2 separate regions of the Mus musculus genome follow, and region 2 is linked to region 1. Evidence: chromatin contacts called from public HiChIP or PLAC-seq data. All regions are on one chromosome and are shown on one strand. The core of a region is the stretch at or near the end of the contact, and the rest is flanking DNA. Distances in the headings are between cores, read along the strand shown. Region 1 has its middle 22 kb from the start of Ttll11. Region 2 overlaps Mrrf (mitochondrial ribosome recycling factor).

Region 1 (3,894 bases), core at 1,246-3,745:
TTGGAAGCCTGAGCCATGGTGAGAACCACTTAGAGAAGACAGGGATATGGGTGGTGACAGGGTAGCCTTGCTCCTGTGAGGGTCACATGGGAGCCCTGTTAGGAGAGGATCCCCCTCCCAGTGTTAACATACTCTAAGCAATAAAACTGAAGGATGAAGTGGGAACCAGACATCAACAGTAACTCTTAGCAATCACCAACAAACATGTCCACACCTCACAGTTGCAGGAAGCTTACTCATCCGGGTGGCTGTGTTAGCAGGGAGCGAGGCTGTGAGGCACAGGGGCCCCAGTAAGCACAGAGGTGCCAGTCCACAACCCTTGTAGCCTATGTTTCTGTAGCCTGCACTGCAGTTTCACTCTAAAGCCATCCTAACCCTGTATTCTCATTTGCTTCTTTGGAAGTTATGGCGTGGGTCCAACCTGAGGTACTGGGTGTGTGGGGAGCAGAGAGTAACCAACTTCAAAGAGCAGCTCTTTCTTCAGTCTGCGGACTCAGCTGCCTGAGTTTACTGTGTGCCAGGAGCTCTGCAGGACTTCATGGGTAATGAGACAGCCTTGAGTTAGTTGCACTGTGACAAAATACCTGACAAGAAGCAAATTAAGGAAGGAAAGGCATATTTTGGCACAGTTTGAAAATAGATACAGTCCAGCAAGGCTGGGGAGCCATGGTGGGAGGAGCATGAGGCTGTCAGTCACAGTGCATCCTGTCAAGAAGCAGGGAGCAGACCAGAAGTGGGGACAGGCTTAGACACTTCAAGACCCAACCCCTAGTGACTACTTCCTTTATCTAGGCCCTACCTCCAAGCCAGCCCCTGCCTTGGAACTAAATGTTAAAACACATGCATTTTTGAAGGGATCTCAGATTTGCTTAAGCTGGCATGCAAACGTCTAGTCCCTCTCAGAGAAGGAAGCTGGGCTGCAAAGCCAACTCTCTGAGAAGCTAAGCTCCAAAAACTCTTGAGACCAGACCAGCTGCCTCCAAGTAGCAGAAACCAGCTGAGCTGCCTAGATGAGGTTTAGACAAGAGTTACTTGGAAAGGACACTGTGAAACCTATTATCTGCAGCTTTCGTGAAATGTCACCTGTGCTGGGGTAGGCTTTGATGATGCAGCTGACCCTGAGTAACCCCAGTAAAGCCCATTAGTTTGGACTTTGGTGATATCCGTACTTTGGTCTGTCATGGGTTTCATATCTGCAGTGAGTGGAAGTCTGTGTGTTGTATCTCCCCAGGAAAATTTTTGCCACACACAGCTGACATTGGAGCTACTTCTACCCCTTTTAAGATAAATGTTCATCCATCCATCCATCCATCCATCCATTCATCCATCCATCCATCCATCTCTCTGTTGTAGAAAATATTTAATCCTAATTCAGGGCTTCAACCCTGCCTTTGACCATATAGTTCCTGGATAAGAGACGCACACAGCCCTTATATTTATAATAAGCCTTAATCAGCACTACAGCTAGGCAGATATCTACCCTCTATGTTTTAAAATCTATTCCCTATGGATAACCCTGAGTTATTACTATGTTTTATCTGGACTGCTCTTAACTCCAATTGGCTAGCCCTCGGGGCCATGCTTTCTTGACTCCTAACCCTTGACATCTTTCTCTTTCTCCTTCACCTTCTCCCTCCCCTTATGGTATCCTCCACACACACACACACACACACACACACACACACCCAGGCTGGGAACACCAAGCACCACCAACCTTAATTCTGCCCAGATATAATCTGTAGGCATCTCTATTTAACAATCAGAAGTAACCTGGAGGCAAGGTCACATATCATCACTTGGGTCTACATTCGGACTCTCGTCTCTGGGGCAATCAGGCCTTGTACTTAGCATTACAATCCATAGCAACAGAGCAAACCTCAACATCTCTTACGTGCTGAGGTGACAGCAGTGGACACACAGCCAGAACTGCTGCCCTAGGGGCAGTAAGTAACTCATTCTTTAGTGTGGAGGGAAGACCAGAGCACTGGGGTTACTTAGACTGTGGGTAGGGATCAGCTGGACAAAAGCAGGAAGAGAAATAGCCAAGAAAGCCATTTACTGAGTGATGAGTCAGAGAAGCGAGCAAAACACTCCAGGTGGCAGCCCGTAATCTTCACACCAAGCTGCCCCAGCATCTGCCCTCATGGCGCATCCATACCGTGTGGTGGATGTACCAGTGTACACCACAGGAGCCCCTTGCAGGGACAGTGCCTTTGAGGAGATCAAAGGCCTGGAGGACGTCATGAAGGAGGTGAATTCGGAAGCTGGACTTTGGAAGACGGGTGGGAGCTGGTCAGGTAGTAGGAAATGTGAGGCGCGTGGCACCTCAGAGGTGAGACTGGGACTTAGCTAGGGTTTAGGGGCTTACCACGAGGAGAGGAGTAAGGTGCAGGATCAGGACGTGGGCTGGTGCTCCATTAGGACATGAAGAAACCAGCAGAGGAAGAACTGAGGAGAGGAAGGGGTACCAGGAGAGGCGCTGAGGCTGGGCAGCCAGAGCAGACCAGCTGCCAGTAATTGAGGCTCGTTGTCTTCGCCTCCATTCATCCCCAGCGCTCTCAGAAGCTGATTAGCAATTGTTCCTCCAGCTTCTTGAGAGGCTGGGGGATTGCAGGGGTGGGTAAGGGGGGAGGCCAGGGGATTGCAGGAATAAGTATGGGGAGAGGCCAGGGGATTGCAAAGGTAGGTTGGTGGGGGGAGAGTCTAGGGGACTATAGGGGTAGGGGGACCATGAGATTGCAAGGGTAGGTGGGGTTGGGGGTAAGAGGACAGGGAATTGCAGTGGTGGGTATGGGAGGGTGCTAGTGGAGCCAAGAGGCTTTCTTAGAAGGATTTGCATTGATCTAGGGGTGTGTGCAAGAGGTCCCCTCTTGCTGGGCAGTGGTGGCACATGCCTTTAATCCCAGCACTTGGGAAGCAGAGGCAAGCAGATGTCTGAGTTTGAAGCCAGCCTGGTCTAGAGTGAGTTCCAGGACAACCAGGGCTACACAGAGAAACCCTGTCTTGATAAAAAAGGAGGAGGAGGAGGAGGAGGAGGAGGAGGAGGAGGAGGAGGAGAGGAAGAGGAAGAGGAGGAGGAAGAAGAGGAGGAGGAAGAGGAGGAGGAAGAGGAAGAAGAGGAGGAGGAGGAAGAGGAGGAGGAGGAAGAGGAGGAGGAGAGCCCCCCCCCCCGTTGGTGAGACACCTAGCTCTCCTGCCCCTCTGCTTGCTCTCTTCCCAACTAAACCTGAGGGAAATAACTAAATATCCTGAGACCAAGTGAAGGCAGAAAGGCCTTTAAAGCTGAGTTCAGAAGAGGCCAGCAAAGATAGCTCAGCAGGTAAATGTACCTGTTGCCAAGACTCATGACCCAAGTTTAATTGCCTGAACCCACATGGTAGAAAGCCTTGCCCCAGAGCCACTAACTTGGACTTAACCCTGATCCCAACCATGTCTTGTCAGGTAAGTCATCTCGGAGCAAGGTGCTTAGGAGGGAGTCCTATTTTCCCTAGGGCATTTGGCCACTCCCCTACTGGCCACTGAGGGAAGTGTGGGCACAATGGCTTCCCAACCGTGGGGAAGGCGCCCAAGAAGAAAACTACTGGGGCTGCAGAGATGGCTCAGCCCTTAAAAGCATTGACTGCTCTTCCAGAGGTCCTGAGTTCAATTCCCAGTAACCACATGGTGGCTCACAACCATCTGTAATGGGATCTGATGCTTTCTTCTGGTGTGTCTGAAGACAGCTACAGTGTACACACATAAAATAAACAAGTCTTTAGAAAAGGAGGAGGAGAAAGAGGAGGAGGAGAGGAGGAGGAAGAGGAAGAAGAGGAGGAGAAGGAGAAGGAGAGGAAGAGGAAGAAGACACGGGTATGGGCTTCTCAGAAGGGTGTCACTGTCATACATGAGTATCTT
Region 2 (3,725 bases), core at 446-2,945, 170 kb after region 1:
TGATATTTGACTCCAGCAACACGCAGATGAAACTAGCACATGCTTCTCCTTAGCCACCATCTACCATTTGGTCTTTGTGGAAGACAACGTTTTAAAAAACATTTACTTACCATTGCTCATGCTTTGTATGCCAGCACACATGTGTGGAGGTCATGAGCTTCCTGTGTGAGCCCAGGAATCACATTCAGGTTGTCAGACTCCGCAGTAAGTGCACTTACCAGCTGAGCTATCTTAATGTCCAGAAGGCAGCGTTGTTATCCCACCTCATCCCTAGTCTTGTATTTAATAGATGAGAAAGTAGTAGTGGGTAATGTTCATGAGGACATCGCTTAGTACCATCATATTTCTCCCAAATAATCCAGTAAATAAGTAGACTTAGATGTGTTTGACAGGCAGGGAAGCTGAGACAAGCTTAGACATGAAAACTCTGGGCCTCACACCCCACTAGTATCTTCAGAGACCTGCCTCAAGAGCTCCTCCAGATGACAGCTGCAGAGGAGAAGTGTGTGTCATGGTTGCTCAGAGCAGAGGTTAGAGAGCTCTGGTCTCACTTGTCTGTCAAGTCTGTGCTCCTCTCTGTGTGTGTGTGTGTGTGTGTGTGTGTGTGTGTGTGTGTGTGTGTGTGTATGTGTGTACGTGTACATGTATGAGCTTCAGCAAGTATTTGGACCACTTAGTGTAGGGCTTGGGTTCCAGTCCTTCCTAGCTGACTGAGAAGATGAATGGCTTAAAGGAGACCATTGAGCTGGGAGTTGGGACTCCTGACCTCTCTCCTTTTTCTTTCTGTTAGCATAGGTGGTAGGAATCCTTCCCAAGTGTATGATTCTCTTTAGTCTGATGTCCTTATGAGACATTAATGGATGTAAGATGGGTTAATGGGAGGGGTGGGGTAGGGTACTTAGAAGCATAGGAAATCTGGCCGGGCTACACAAACAAAAACATTTCCTTCAGAGCTTGAAGCCCCAAATCATTGAGTAGCTCGTACCAGCAAACAACGAAGCAGGGCATGTGCCTGCTACTGACTGTGGGTCTGTGCTCTTGCTGGAGGGAAGTCTCCCGGCTGCCCAGTGAGGGGGTGACATGTTTTCTCTGGAATTGTCAGAGATGTGCTTTGATATGCTGTTCCCTAGAATGCAGCTGCCATCTTAGTGTGCCACCTCTGCTGTTGGAGCAGAAGTCACGGTCTCTGCAGCCCTATCACCTGCTGCCTCCCTCTCCTGGTGTTTTTTTTTTTTTCTTTTCTTTTCTTGGTAATACTGAGTATTGAACCTTCCCATGCTAGGGCTAGTGCCCCTCCATTGAGACATGCCCCAGCCCTTTTTCTACGTTTTGAGACAGGGTCTTATAAAGTTGCCAGACAGGCCTTGAACTCATTTTGTAGTCCAGGAAAGCCTTGAGCTTGGCAGTCTTTTCGCCTTAGCCTCCCAGGTAATAGAGTTTCCAGGCTGTGCCACCGGCTTGGTCCTCTGTCCTCCCTATCCTTTGCCGCTCTCCATATACTCCATGGCCAAAGCTTTAAGGAACCAAACCTTTTTCAACTGTTTTCTCTCTCACCACTCATATCCTATTGTCCCTGAGCCTTGGAGATTCTGTGGTTAGAATAATTAGTGCAGCCGCCCTGTGTAGCACTCCTGCAGTGCATATGTGCTGGCAGTATGCCAAGCCCTTGCCACCCGTCATTTCACTAATCCCTGCATACTCCTCTTAGTAATAGCCACACTCTACTCCTAAGCATGAGGAAACTGAGTTTGGAGAGGTTGAGTATCGTATTCAAAGTTCTGAAGCCGACAAGTGGCAGAACTCTTGAGTTCCACTTCAAGGCTTAAAAGCACATCTTTCTGTGTTTAATGCCACCTTGGAAGTGACCAAAAACATCTTAAGTGGGTTTTGCTGTAATGACCCAACTCAACAGGGATTTCCCTGAATAACTTCGTACATGTGTCCCATTTGGTAGAAACAATGGGAAGTATCATTTCAGCCACTGGGTTTCTCTGTGTTGGTTACCAGCGGGGCATGCCCTCTGCTTATTGTTCATGGGAACATACTCAAGGAATTTTTCAGGAAGGCCCCCATCCAGGATGTTACTGGAAGACCTGCCTGGTGGAGTTTGAACAAACAAAGTATGACCCTGCCAGCTCAGCCAAAACCCCTGCCTCGGTGCTGGGAGGCTCTGTGACCCTAGCGGAAAAGGCTGCTGTCTTCATCACCCAGCCAAGAAGCTGCTGCACTGCAGGGTGGGTCCCCAGCTTCCCCTCTCCTTAGATATGGTATGCACATTATTGTCTATACAAAATACAGGTCTGGTTGGGTTTCCTTTGCCTCCTGTGCCTCTTTTATGGTATTTCATGTTGTTTGTAGAACAGTCTGCTAGGGCTTCTCTCCTTTAAAAACAAATGGTGAGCTGGGCTGTGGTTGTACAAGCCTTTAATCCCAGCACTCAGCAGCAGAGGCAGGCAGACTTCTGAGTTTGAAGCCAGCCTGGTCTACAGATCAAGGTCTAGGACGGTCAGGGCTACACAGAAAAACCCTGTCTCAAAACAAAACCAAAATTGTGATAAAATACCATTAGTTTTTTAAAAATACTTGTCATTTTAAGTGTCTGAGCTTTTCATCTTGTAAATCTGAAGCTGTACATGTCAAAGATGTATACACACACACACACACACACACACACACACACACACAGAGTCCCGGGAGCAATTCTGCTTCCTGCCTCTGCCTCTGGCTGCTTTAGAAACGTTATGTAGATGGAGTCCTACAATGTGTGTCCATTTGAGTTGCCTTGTTTCACTTAGGTTTGTCTGTGTGTGTATATGTGTCAGAATAACAATCATCTTGAAGGCTAAATAACATCTGGCCCAGTAGGACACTGAAGGTCTCTCACCTGTCAGCCCTTCCAGACTCCTCACTTTGGATAGTCTTTGCCTCCCGCTTTCTCCATTCTTGTCATATTGCCTTTCTTCAGTCTCTGGGAAAGGAGCAGGCATGCTTCTTCTGCAGTGTGTATCAGCCAGCACAGGATGGAGCATGAAGCGTAGGGGGCTCAGCCGTTGCTTGAGAAATAAATGTGCATCAGTTTAGAGTGGCCACTCAGACGCCTGGAATACAAACACGAGTACACTCCCAGAGTCCCATGAATGTGAGCTGCAGATGATCAGATGTATATTAATCATTGGACTGGAAAAGGATTAGGATATTTCCATAATATAATGTGGTATGTTTCTTTTTCTAAAACAGATGTGCCCTTGTTGCTTCATGAGGAAATAATTAAATGTGTTTGATTAAGACATCCATAGCACTCTGATGTATCTGAGGCTACTGTGTGCTGCTGTCTCTTAGTGCTCTGTGTTTGTTATATCTGCTTCTCCTAGTTGCTCTCTGAGATACTTTTTTTCATCGTCTTTGATGTCAGGAAACTGAGACTCAAGGATGAAGTAGCTTTTTCATGGGTGACTGTCTTCTGGGTGACAGAGATGGTAATAAAATGGGACTGTCTACTCTGTGTTTACTCATAGTACAAGCTCAGTATTCACCAGTGCATCTGCCCCTCTTCCTGTTGGCGCTCCTCTCACCTCCTTTCCCTTATACATTTTATGACAATTGGCTGTATATTTGGATCCTAACATACATGTTGGCAATGATAGTAATAGTTATACATTGTTACCCTTAGAAACTGATATTAATGGTGGCAATATAACATTTGCGTAAAATATAATGTATTAAGG

What was found. HiChIP or PLAC-seq counts read pairs in DNA pulled down with a chosen protein or histone mark.
Region 2: an H3K4me3 HiChIP or PLAC-seq map of embryonic basal ganglia shows a contact between it and region 1, with 2.8 times the contacts expected there. The contact joins two enhancer-like sites. A contact is called at or near these places in 2 of 15 datasets of contacts at CTCF or cohesin (both in the NIH/3T3 cell line) and 3 of 115 datasets of contacts at active chromatin or transcription factors (embryonic basal ganglia, fetal liver and kidney).

The regions. Positions count from the first base shown.
Region 1 is chr2:35,999,861-36,003,754 of GRCm38.p6, forward strand. No RefSeq gene overlaps it. Among named protein-coding and RNA genes, the nearest start is that of Ttll11, 22 kb to the left of the region's middle. Within about 2 kb of position 2,496, at least 6 of the 459 cell types and tissues checked have an H3K27ac peak or open chromatin away from gene starts, as enhancers often do. A contact at or near this core is called in embryonic basal ganglia, where this site is marked.
Region 2 is chr2:36,170,621-36,174,345 of GRCm38.p6, forward strand. All of the region lies in intron 5 of Mrrf (mitochondrial ribosome recycling factor), which reads left to right. Among named protein-coding and RNA genes, the nearest start is that of Gm46735, 19 kb to the right of the region's middle. Within about 2 kb of position 1,696, at least 12 of the 459 cell types and tissues checked have an H3K27ac peak or open chromatin away from gene starts, as enhancers often do. A contact at or near this core is called in embryonic basal ganglia, where this site is marked.